2 separate regions of the Anas platyrhynchos genome follow, and region 1 is linked to region 2. A link is a contact called in public Hi-C data. All regions are on one chromosome and are shown on one strand. The core of a region is the stretch at or near the end of the contact, and the rest is flanking DNA. Distances in the headings are between cores, read along the strand shown.

Evidence for each region. Hi-C and Micro-C count contacts between places; a contact is called where the count stands out from the background.
Region 1: a Hi-C map of skeletal muscle shows a contact between it and region 2, with 2.6 times the contacts expected there. The contact joins two enhancer-like sites. A contact is called at or near these places in 6 of 8 Hi-C or Micro-C datasets (F1 follicle, F5 follicle, liver and 2 more).

What each region holds. Positions count from the first base shown.
Region 1 is chr4:73,731,054-73,737,509 of IASCAAS_PekinDuck_T2T, forward strand. POLR1A (RNA polymerase I subunit A) reads right to left here. Exons shown (of 34, transcript XM_027455734.3): 14 at 6,311-6,456; 15 at 5,444-5,587; 16 at 4,890-5,073; 17 at 3,290-3,372; 18 at 3,013-3,171; 19 at 2,592-2,690; 20 at 1,556-1,708; 21 at 1,280-1,362; 22 at 521-686; 23 at 1-17. Among named protein-coding and RNA genes, the nearest start is that of POLR1A, 15 kb to the right of the region's middle. Within about 2 kb of position 4,523, at least 4 of the 8 cell types and tissues checked have an H3K27ac peak or open chromatin away from gene starts, as enhancers often do. A contact at or near this core is called in F1 follicle, where this site is marked.
Region 2 is chr4:73,650,156-73,656,229 of IASCAAS_PekinDuck_T2T, forward strand. It overlaps LOC113843585 (a long non-coding RNA gene), which reads right to left and starts at 78. Exons shown (of 4, transcript XR_005265511.2): 1 at 1-78. Within about 2 kb of position 4,051, at least 1 of the 8 cell types and tissues checked has an H3K27ac peak or open chromatin away from gene starts, as enhancers often do. A contact at or near this core is called in F1 follicle, where this site is marked.

The DNA.
Region 1 (6,456 bases), core at 3,273-5,772, 81 kb after region 2:
TTTGCCTTCTGGATCACCTACAAGAAAGTTACCTTCATGATTACTTTCCTCTCTATACTCGTGGTAGCTGCACAGGCAGAACAAACTGAATAGGTATTTATTGCAATTGAAAAGGATCAGTTGCAGTGAAACAATTTTCAAATCCATCTATTTTTACGTGACTAGTGCTACCCTTCTTTAAGCAGCAACTGAAATGACACTGGTAAAATGGAATTATCAAACTTAACAGGCTGAACTACATCACCTGAGTTGATGAGAATCCAACTGCAGAGTTCAAACAGAAGAGACAACAGGGAGAGCATTTGATGCTCTAATGAATTTCAAGCCACTTAAATCATTCTACAGACTTAATAATCACTTCCATATTTCAAAAACAATAGCAAAAAAAAATGTAGCATAGTCTGAAAGTGACATGCAAACACCTACGCCACTAGATCACTAATGGACATGCCAAAAATTAACCGCATATTTCACTCTTCCCCTTCACACCACGTAAATAGTTAAGATTTAGATGCTCTACCTCATAGTTCTCAGCAATGAAAGGAAACTGCTCAGGCTGTAAGAACTGAGTTTTAGGGATATCAAGGCCGTCTTCTCCATACAGAAACTGCACAACGCTGCCATCACTATCACGTACAGTCAGGTCATACTGAACCACCAGTCCTTCCAGATGTTTTATGATACACCTATCTCAAAGAAAATTAAAACACGTTGAGGTTGCACAGTAACAAGGATGATAACTCTAACACAAAAAATACTGTTTTCAGTAAAATATTAATTTCACTTAAGGACTTATCAGGAATTCTGCAAGCAAAAAAAACTTAGACATGACATACAAACAAAACAGGTGATGATATTGCAATGTTTTCTGCATGTTGCTCCATCCAACTTTCTTGGACTGAAAAAGATTAAAATGAAACAGCAAGTTACTTGCTATTTCTGTTGTCACACAAACAGCTGTGTGCAAGAAGGAAACTCTTTTAGAACCCCTCACTACCCTCCAAAACAATATAGAATTTCTGCCTTCTTCTATACACTGCAGGTGCGGCCTGAATAAAGATTAGGCCCACAACGTGGCCTAAAAAAAAAATGAGTTGCCAGGAATATGTGTATCTTTCCTTGTATCAGGATATTAGGAGAATTTCAAGCAGCAAACTCTTTTTGTGAATATTAAGTATGCTATAAAGCTAATCTAAACTACCTGAGCACTTCCTCCAGCCTACAATACTTTATGAAAAAATGTAATTTAAAGGCTGGAATTTTTTAATAACCCTCTTACCTTTGTAGGTACCCAGAACGGCTGGTTTTGACAGCTGTATCCACAAGACCTTCCCTGCCAGCCATGCAGTGAAAGAAGAATTCCTAAACATAAGCACAATCCCATCAGCGTTCTGCTGACAAGTACACAAAGACTGGTAATTCATACTCTTTCTGAAAAGCTGCATTTGAAAGCAGGGTATACATAGGTGATTTATCTATCATGGTAAAAAACTCTGTATTAAAATAGTAAGATCTAAATAAATTTCAGTATAAGCAGAATGAGTATAAAGCTTACAGATGGTTTGATTCCAGTGAGAAATCTGCCAGTCACAAATCCTCCTGAGCTAGGGGAGAAATCGTAAGGTTGGAAACACGGCAGAGACTTGCCAGATGCCATCAGCGGGGGCCTTCGACCTTCCAGCTCAATCTGGCCCAGCAAACAAGAGATCTGCATGTGGACAGGAAAAGCACAGGCAAGGAAAGATAAAAGGAAACATCACTTTTTCATATAACTTTTTGCTCACGTAAGTGCAATGTTTTTTCTTGAAAAACTTAATAAAGCAATTAAATGTTCGGTAAATGTTATGTTCATTAAGTGTTCTTGCTACTGATGGACAGTAACGACGTGGATCTCATCTGGTCTTTTTAAATAAAGTTATTCCAACCCTTGACTCACCCTCAACACTTCTATTCACATTCTGTATTAATATTTTAATATAAGGAGATGTGAAACTAAAATGTTTTAAATAATTAGTTCTCTTTGTTACCCTTACGACCTCCCAGCATTTCATTAAAAACAGAACAACAGCAACAAAAAAAAAAGCAAAAAAACCCTCTTAACCTTTGGTACTTTAGATAGCCCTTTTCTACAGAGTGTTTGGTGTTTTGTCTGCATTGCAGAAGGCAAAATGAAAAAGCATTGTTGCCATTTCCACTAAATTCAAAGTAAGATTTTGTTGTTCCTACAGCAGTGGAAGAAGGAAACTGAGGGGTCAGTCTCCAGCAAGAGCCAGGGAAAATTCTTTCTCCTGCAGGAGGTTTGTTTGTATTATCTGCAGCATTCCTTCCAACAAGAAGGCCTGCAGTTTCTATGAATCCTTAATGCACTAAGAACTGCTGGAAAGAAAAAAAAAAAAAAAGGTAAAATTATCTGCTGAGGTCTTTATTATATTCTTCCCAAACTTTTCCATGCAAAAACTTGTATTCCCAAAGCCCACAATAAAAAACTTGCATTGCAATTAGAGAATCATACAAGACCTACTCAATAACTTGCACTCTTGGACAAATTACTTCAATATTCATAGCTGCTCAGTAATTATAACTGTCATTACCTGTACTGTATTTACAGTGGATCCTTTGGCTCCTGACTGTACCATCAATTGCAAATTGTTCTCCGGAAAGCTCCTGTGCAGACCAAGGGGCATACAAACCTAAAGAGTTGGAATAGCGGTGAGGGGAACAGAACAAAACTATTAGTAATAAAACAATGAACCAAAGCAATTCCTGTCAAAGGCTTTAAGAAGTAAAACCAGGACAAATCACAGGCATTCCTATTTATAATCTTAAAAGCATCTTGAATATTAAGCCATCTTATTCAGGGAGGATGAGGGTGAGGTACTGGCAAGGCAGTATCTGAAGCCTAAGCTGGGGACAAATGGAAAGCTCCAGCCTCCAGAACAGTCAGGCACCCCTCATCAACATGAAATTAACTTTCCAAACAAGATTAGTATATACAGATGCCTCGATGCCAACCTTGTTAACTTCATTGTTGTAATTGTTTACTTCCTCCTTGAATTTCAGATCAACCATGTTAAAATCCCTCTGGTCTTTGCAGAGATGGGCATCCTGCCATTTCCCTTGGACCTCCTCACATGACGTTGCTTCTGGCAAATTAAGAGCAGCTCTAACAGCCTGAAAATAAAACAAGGGATTTTTTAAGTGCCAAGCAGACATGATTACATAGGGCGGATTTTCTAATTTTTTTTTTTTTTAATTATTATGAAAAAAAAGCTCTGCAAAAACGACTTACTTCAATACCATGCTGGTTTGATTTTTCAATGATTTTTTGTCTCTTCTGATCTGCTTCAGGTTTAACCAAGATATCTTCAATCCCTGTTAAAGAAGACAGACAGACCACATCATGATCCAAACAGAGAAACAATTGTGAATGTATTCACCACTTCCTTCAGAAGTCACCAAAAATGGTCACTAAAAGGGATAAAACACATGATGGATGAGGACAGACTGAAAGAGACACATTTGTCTGGCTTTTAAAGATAGACGGAAATAAAAATTTCTTCAAGAGGGGAAAAAAAATCACAGTATCCAAGATCAAATGCTGGCCAAGAGAGATTGTAGAACTGCCATCCCTGAAGATACTCACTTGACTGGACACAGCCCTGCACAAGCTCACCTGGCAGGACTTGCTTTGAGCAGAGAGCTGCATTACATCACCTCCACGAGTCCCTCTCCCAGACCAAATTATTCCAACACTCTACACGTTCAGCATTTCTGTGGGGACCAGTGGGACTCTTTCGTACTGAGGTTTATAATGCAAAGGAGCTTAACGGTCCCATTACATGTCCCTTCACTGTCCAGTCCTTGCTCTCTTCTTCCCATTATGAACTTGTCTCTTCTTCCTCGACTCCTTCTGAACCTCATTAATCTCATCTCTAAGACTCATTTTGTTCAGTGCTAAATCATCTCATCTTCACCAAACACTAGGCTCCTGCTCCAGTTCCATTTCCCTTTTTCTGATGTTTTAAAAATCTAATGATCCCAGGCTCTTTGCTCATTATCTCTGTCAAGTGAGCTTTTGTGCCCTTGCTTTCAAGATATATTTTCTGTATCTTAGAGGCAATTAATCGTCTTACTTCAACAGATCTCCCACTTTTCTCTGTTTCACAGAAGACTGTTGTTTCCTCGCTGCTGTCAAAGCTTACTACTGCTCTACATAACTCCAAATGATTATGTTGTGCCTTCACAAGTGAATTTAAACTCTCCTGATGCTACATACCATAAATTTTTCATTAGCATAAGAACATCTTGCAAAGCTCTACGCGGTCATTTGAAATATTTTAACTACTGCAAGAAGAGGAAGCAGAGTAAGGGTCAATTTTTTATTGACTGCCAAGTGCATTTTTGCATGAGTTTGCAAAGCCGTAATGAAAGTCAAATATTTACCAAAAGTTTTACAGTAGAATGAGGTATGCTAGACTTGAGTAATAACCCCTCGAAGTCCTCCCTTCTCACTTATCAGTTGTTATGGTTTCTGTGCAATCATTCTTTTCAGAGAAGTAAAAAAAAATGGAGCTTCATAGGAAGTTTTGTCAATATGAAATTTAAACACGAGACATTTACACTCTTCACACTTTGATCAGGCAGGACAGATGAGAGAATTTAATGGACATCTTTACGATTATACTTTCTCCTCATGCTTAAAAGGCCAGCTATGTAAAAAACAGGAGTGAGGGGGAAAAAAAAGTCGGCAAACAGCGATCCCAGTCAAGGACACTGTCTTGTGGAAGTTTATTTACAGAACTCTTGGCATGTATTCTACCCAACACTGTCTGTTTTATACCTCGTGAGGTGCTGCAGTGCCCTGGTGAATTAGTCCTTGTGTTACTCACCCATTGTAAATCCCCTGTAGAGCTGCAGATAAGCAGTGAAGAGGCGTCCCAGACACGTTAGCACTTTCCCACTCGTTTCACCCCCATAGATTTCATAGCAACAGTGGACCAGGCCATAGGCAGAGCTGCCAAAGTGAGCTTTGTCCAACACGCCACAAAGTAATTCCCCATTTCTAATAATAACCTGAAAAAGAAAACAACTCTTCAGGAAAAAAATTTGATGACCTTTTCAGGTTTTTCTGAGTAAATAAGACACATGAAAAGAAGGCTTTAAGTAAAAAGCTTTAAAAGCCCACATATTGGTGAACAGTTAAACACATTCACCAATATTACCTGTTTACCTGTACTTAGATGGAATCTGCATCAGGCAGGATTAGAAGAGAGTTTTTCTTTACACTCAACCCTACCCTGTGATTACCACCTTCTGTCAGTATCTTTCAACGCCTGTTTTTAATTTCATCATCATTCTGTTTCCCTTCCCATTCCTCTACTCCATACCTATTTAGATTAAAAGGCATCCCAGCCCAGCCTCCAGAGGTGTAGCACCAGCATACCTGCGATTCACACATGGAATCAAGGTTTAGACATCTGTTTGCAGGTCCCTTTATCCAGGCTTTTCCACCAATCTTAGCTTTTCCAGTCAAATTCAGTGGCACGTGATTTTCTGGAATGATGTTTATTAGCAACGTAGAAACAACCTACAAAGAAGCAGAAAGAATGGCAAGAACTATTTATTTCCCGTATTCCTTTCTCACTGTAAAGAATTTGGCAAATAGGAGGAAACCAACGATCTATACATATATTTTTCACTGACAACAAACCTTTAAAAAATCAAAAGTGTGATGTTTACAAGAAAGGAATATGCTTTTGCAACTCTAGCATCTGAAAGAGCAATAAGACACAATTACTCTGAAACAAATGGCACCAGAGCTTTTTTTAATTTCCTTGTTAATGGGAAAAATAACTGTCCATCCACTTGGGCTTCTCAGATACTACATCAATATAATGACAATCTCAACCAAAAATTCAAATACTAGAGTATTTACCTAAAACCTTTAAGTTCAGAGGTTTAAAAGCAGCAGCTGGTGGAACTTTACCTTTCCACTTTCAGCAAGCTCTGCTTACTGTGATTGACAAATTCCTTCTCTGCTCTGATGATTGCAGCATTATGTTTCTATGTGCAAGACTGATAAGAGCAACAAGTAAAAGTACTATGCTAATTCTGTCATTTTAAATGAAAAGACTCTTACAGCCTTAGTGAGAATATACAATCAAGATCTGGATGGTTTAGTTCAGATATGGTTTTGCTTAGACAACAGGATGCAGCTTTTCATCAGCCCCCAGCAGCACTCATTTTAACAGTAGTGTTCTGCTTACTTTGGAGCCACCAGTGTTCTTTAACCCAATAAATTATAAGCTACCTGCTTTCCCGTCCATAGTCGTTGTGGTTTCATAATGGCAGGAGGAAATACTTTAATTCTTCCTTTTTTGTCTGTCAGGCCCCGGTAAACAAGTTCCATGTATTGCTCTCTCGTGAAGAAGCAGCCCCGGGTTGTCATGCTGACTC
Region 2 (6,074 bases), core at 2,801-5,300:
CCCCATCTGTAACGTTTGTTTGGAATTGGCCAGGAGCTACTTGCGGGGCCAACAGGCAGAGGTCAGGCTGCAGAGCCTTTGTTCCTTCAGGAAAAAAAAAAAAAAAAAAAAAAAAAGATTCTTCAAAAAATCTTTGTTCCTGCTGAAGAAGAAAGAAAAAAGAAAGAAAAGGGGCAAAACACACAAGCAAGAAATTCATTTGTCATTCAAAGCGGCAGCAGCTTGTGCAAGAACCAAGGGGAAGCCAGGCACAGGCCTCGTCCCCTCTTCCCCATCTCAAATGCCCTCGCAGTGAGATGGAAACCGTGCAAAAGCAAAATTCGACCTGATAAAAGCTCCCTCCATCCCAAAGGCTCTCAGGGATAGCCAGGGTGCTGCACAACAAAACCCCACACGTCCATACTGCCTTCCCCGCAGGCTGGCAGCACGAGGGATGGCCGCAGGCTTTGGGGCACACCGCTGGCTTGGGGTTTCAGCTGCTGTTAACTCCCCTCTTCCTTTCATCCAGCCCTTTGATAAGACAAATTGGGCAACATTTACTTCTCATTGAGCCAGAACAACCCTCTCCAGGTGTGTGTGCTGCACTCAGCATTTCCAGCCTTGACGCTTCACGATGTGCTCCTGGCTCTCACATTTCGGGGCAGCATCGCGCTGGGAAACATCTCCGTCAGAGAACCAAAAGCCACACGGGGACGTGTTTTATTTGGAGCTCTGCACGTTGACGGCTGCCATCTGCTGGGCCCAACATCAGGATCTCCTCACGGGTACCTCAGGAGGTTGCTGTGCTACCAGGTGTGATCGTTTTATGGCAGTTCTCTCTTTTCGGGGGCCACAGAAGGAAATGACAGCAAAACCCTGCTCTGAAGAGCTGTTTGGAGGGAGAAGGGTGGGAATCCAGGCTGCAGAAGTGAATTGCTCACGGGGAACTGCATTAAACTGGCAACTAACCCTGGCCAGCCTATATATGCTCAGGAATCAGCTTTGGGTTAAAAGGGTGAGACCGCCAAGCAATGCCAGCTGGAGCAAGGGCACAAAAGGTGTCATTGGACTGCTGTCACCAGCCGAAAACTAGTTCATAATCGAGTGTGGGAGAGAGACCCGACTGTCACAAGTGCTAGAGCAGGGACAGGCACCATCCCCTAGGAGCTTACAGCACAGCAGGCTCATGAGATGCCAAGAAGGAATAACATGGGGTCCCGCTTCCAAGTGCGTCCCAAAACAAACCCAGGAGTGGTATGCACATAATCCCTTTATAGCCAAGGACTGGGCTGAGGGTCAGAGATAAGCAGCTTGGGAAAAACACTCGAGTTTTGCAGTCCCATGCTTCAACCAACTATGTTTTAACTCTCTTCTCTCCCGTATTAAATGGGGAAATAAGACAGCAATCAGAAAATTTGAGGTAGGGGAAAAGCAGTGGTCCTTCCAACACAAGCAAGAGATTCTCCAGGGACATCAGATGGGGCAGTCGCTATCAACCCATCCTTATTTCTGGTGAGTTTGCACAATGTGGAACCTGCTTTTGTCCCCAGGTCTCCTCCCCTCAGCTGACATTCCCAATCACCAACACAAAAAGAAGAGAAATCCAAGACCTGGTGCTCAAACATACCTGGAGATGGATCTCCAGTGAAATACCGGCCTCTGCAAGCTGGTAAGCTGCTTTCTCCAAGGCTGGGAATTTTAGAGCAGGTTAGGGCTCTAAAATTTAGGGCTCTAATTTTGGTCAGGGTGGGGTTTGACACACAGCTCCTTCTGAATCAAGAGCCTTTCATTCCCTCCCCTCTGCCCCCAGCATCCCTGTTTGACTCCAGGGGGGAGCCTGTCCCCAGCTTTATGGCTGCATTTTCCTTTTTCACAGCACATTGTGTAAGCAGAGCTGAAAATCCTTGAGGAGGAAGGGTGAGTAACTGCAAGCTCAGCATCGGCACATAATATCATGCTTCGAGCTGAAAGGGCAGAGAGAGGGGGGCTGGAAAGGACGCTCCCTCCCTCCCCACAGGGCACCTAAACCCATGCCCACGGTGGGATCAGCTACAGCTGAAGCCATCCCTGCTGGAGCTGCTCCCACTCCTGTCAAGGAATTTGAGGATTAAGACCTCATGGCCTCCCTGCACAATCCAGGCGAACCCTTCTCTAATCTCATGTTAGAAAAATCTACTTGAGATGAACCTGAACGCCCCAGGATGCTGTTTGTGTCTGGGGTTATGCAGAAGGAAGAAAGGAATTACTCCCCCTCTCACTGACCTTCTGGTCTTCTCAGGACCCACTGGTCTGTGTTCATTCATGTACCCCTGCTTTTGGGTGTCTCAGAGTTTTGATTGCCCTCCAAGTCCCTCTGGTGGGATGGAGAGGCCTGGTTTGGAGAGGACTGGTTTTGGCATGACACTTTCTGTCCTGCAACACCATACCTGTGGGAAGCCACCATGTGCAGGAGTGTTTTACTGCTCTATAAAATCCCCTCCAGCACAGCTGCCCATGCAGATAAACCTCAGCTTGTCTCAGGTCCAGAGGATTCCTGCTCTTCACAGATCTCTGGGAATTGTGAACAACTGCCTGAATGTCCATGGAGGCTGCAGGAGGGGGCATCAGCGGTCCTGCATACGTTTCCATGGCCAGAGAAATGAAGATCTGTCATAAAACTGCTGTCTCTCATGAATTCTTCCACTTATAGAATCATTAAGGTTGGAAAAGACCCCCAGGATCATCTGCTCCAACCACCCCCCTACCACCAATGTCACCACCAAACCATGTCCCCAGGCACCAGGCCCAACCTCTCCTTGAACACCCCCAGGGACGGTGACGCCACCACCTCCCTGGGCAACCCGTCCCAACACCTGACTGCTCTTTCTGACAGAAATGTCTCCTCATTTCCAACCTGAACCTTCCCTGGCACAACTTGAGGCCATTCCCTCAGTCCTATCACTGGTTACCTGTGAGAAGAGGCTGACCCCCAGCTCCCTACAACCTCCTTTCAGTCAGTTGCAGAGAGCAATAAGGTCTGCCTTGAGCTTCCTCTTCTCCAGATTAAACCCCAGTTCCCACAGCTGCTCCTCACAGGACTTGTGTCCCAGGCCCTTCACCAGCTCCATAGCCCTGCTCTGGACACGCTCCAGGGCCTCGATGTCCTTCTGGTACTGAGGGGCCCAAAGCTGAGCACAGCACTGAGGTGCGGCCTCACCAGAACCGAGCACAGGGGGATGAGCACCCCCAGGTCCTGCTGGCTGCACTATTCCTGATACAGGCCAGGATGCCACTGGTCTTCTCATCCAAATCATCATGCTGGAAGGGAAAAAAAATACAGAGAAAATTCTTTCAAATGATATAAAACCCCACTGCCCAGTGAATGGTAGGAGAACAGCCTCCAGCCCTCCTTTTTTCCTCAGGCAAAGCAGACGAGGAGCTCATCTAGGTCCCCAACCAAACACTGGGACTTCCCCAGAGATTTTCCTCTGTGAACTCAAACCCCACACCTCCACCAAACCCCCCGTGAAATCCTCCCGGCACCACCTCTGCCTCCTTCTGCGTGTCACAGGGAAGAATTCCCTCGCCACCTATGGCTTCGAGTCCGAGGAAAGGGGATTTAGAAATATTATTAGGTACTGGCTTTGCTGTGTTTAATCCTAGGCAGATGCAAAACTGAGCATACAATAAAATAAATAAATAAGTTAATTAATTAATTAATTAATCTGAAAGGCATTTTTGCAGTTCTGGGAGAGCACTAGCCAGGGATTAGGGTGACACTTGCCACGTCAGCTCGCAGCCTATTTAACAGCTGCTGGCTCATCAATAGCTGCCTATAATTAACACTCAGTGATGGGATGCAAGTATTTCCAGCTCCACTTGCCGGAGGAAAACTGCTCATCCCTGCAGCCCTCACTTCAGGGTTGACTTCTGGCACCCAGCACAGGCGTGTTGCGTTAGCGGTGAAGGATTTTTGGGGGTTTTGACCCTTTTAGCGGTGCGGTGCAGCTGGAGGAGGGGCTGGTCCAAGCCTGTGCACATCCCGGCTGGCAGCAGGGCTCTCTCCGAGCACTAGATGGGGCTACGAGCCCGCTTCTCATCTCCAACCCTCTGCAAACCAGAAATGCTGCCCTCAGGCTCAGCCCTCCCAGGGCTGCTGTAGGGCTTGGGCGCATCTCCCTGGTACCCAGGTGTTTCAAAGCACCGAAATTCCTAATCCAGCCTGAGCGTGAGCCTTTACACGGCTCGTGACCACCTCATGGGGTGTTCAAGGTTGGACGTGGGTTAGTGGGTGATGGTGGTGGTAGGGGGTGATTGGACCAGATGATCCTGGAGGGATTTTCCAACCTTAATGGTGCTACGGCAGAAGAAGCAGTGAAACCCTATAAACATCTTCCTGAGCCACTGCCATCCATCCATCCATCCAGAGCAGCAGCCAGGCCCAGGGACACACCAGAATGAATTTCTGGCTGGTAACACAAGGGACAGTCCCCTCAGAGGGAAAAGTCAGGTTAGAAATCAAGGAGGATAAATTCAGACCAGAGAAATAGTCACAGGGTTCAGAGACTCGTGACCTCGCAGAGGAAAACCCCTTGGGGTTTTGAAATAAGCTGCAACCTGTCCTAGTTAGCTGCCTCTATGAAGAGGAAAGAACCTGCTTAAAAATAACCCCCCTTCACCCAGGCCTGAAACCAGACCTGCTCGTGGTAATCTCGATACCGTCGGCACAAACCAGCCCTTCTTTCCAGACTTTGCATAGCAGGATAGGCGATAAGTTACCACTCCAACATGCAAACTTCCCTCCAGGATAGAGCAGCACAGAGAGGTCCCGAAAGCTGCTCTGGACCCAGATCCTGCTCTTCCCTCATGGGTACAAAGAGGTGAGCACCCAAAATCTGCCAGCACCCTCACCAGCATCCGCGGTCCTCTGCAGAAGAGCTGCTGAGCCTGGCAAAGACGGCAGGGAGACACCGCAACCCCACGGGGCATCCATCTGGGGACAGGAAGAGGAAAATAGCAGGGGAAAATAAAAATTAAAATATGGAAGAATTTAAAAAAAAAAAGAGGAGGTAGAACTGATGACAACATATAGGGAAAAGCTGGAAGCAACAGCCCAGCTCTTAAGAACCCCTCCGCAGTCGGTCTGTGGGATCTGCCCAGGTCCTCGCATCCCTTCCCCAGCTCACGCCGCGGTGGTGGGGAGGAAAGGGCTGCACCCCATGCGAGGTGTGCTGTGTGCCTGGTTTAGCTGGGACCAGGCAGAACCAGGCTGGAGAAAAGGAGAGGCTCACAGGGAGCCTTGTTTCGTGCTCCCCTCTTACCCTGCCATTGCTTCCATACTCTGGCTTCCATACTCAAGGCTTCCTTGGGCTATAGCAAATACGTTTACGCACAGCAGGAGAGGGAAGTAAGGGGCTAGGGAAACCACGCGCTGTCTGCTTTCTAGCTTTCCTTGTACAGGAAGATTAAAAGGGTTTTTCCTGAAGAAAAACCTTCACCTTTTTCCCATCACCTTCGTGCTGGCCCTTGGCAGCCCCTCGCAACAAGCGGCTCGAGCACCCAGCCGCATACCGAGGGTGCTGAGCTCTGGGGACAGGAGAAAGGAGTAGGAGCGGCTGCACTGAACAGAAAGGCTTTGTTCTCCACAAAGGCGTAGGTCAGGGGTCAGGAACAAGTTGGTTTTGGCCTGAGCACAAGAGAAGCAGGGAGGGAGAATGAACGAAGCAGGCAGATGATCCTGGGCAGGAGCGCGGCACCTGAGCAGAGAAGCTGCTCCAGTTCCAGGAGGTCATAGGCTGGAACAAGCGAGGTGGCAGGGTTTTGGTTAAGATTATTTATTTTTTGTTAAAGTACGAAGAGGTGAAGCACAAGTGCTTGGGCGAGCAGAAAAAGGCCAGCCAGCTGGAACAGGCAGGCACCTGGCGAGCTTAGCAAAACCTCAGGGCGCTGCATCTCCGCTCTCCCACCTCAAAACTCAGTCCGGGCAAATCCAGGCCTTGCATTATCAATATAAACCACAAAAGTTGTCATAACAGTGCTGATTTAATGCTCGAGCAGCTCGACCGTCAGAGCTGTCACTGGTGTTGTGACCTTGCAAGTCATTCACACATGGTAAA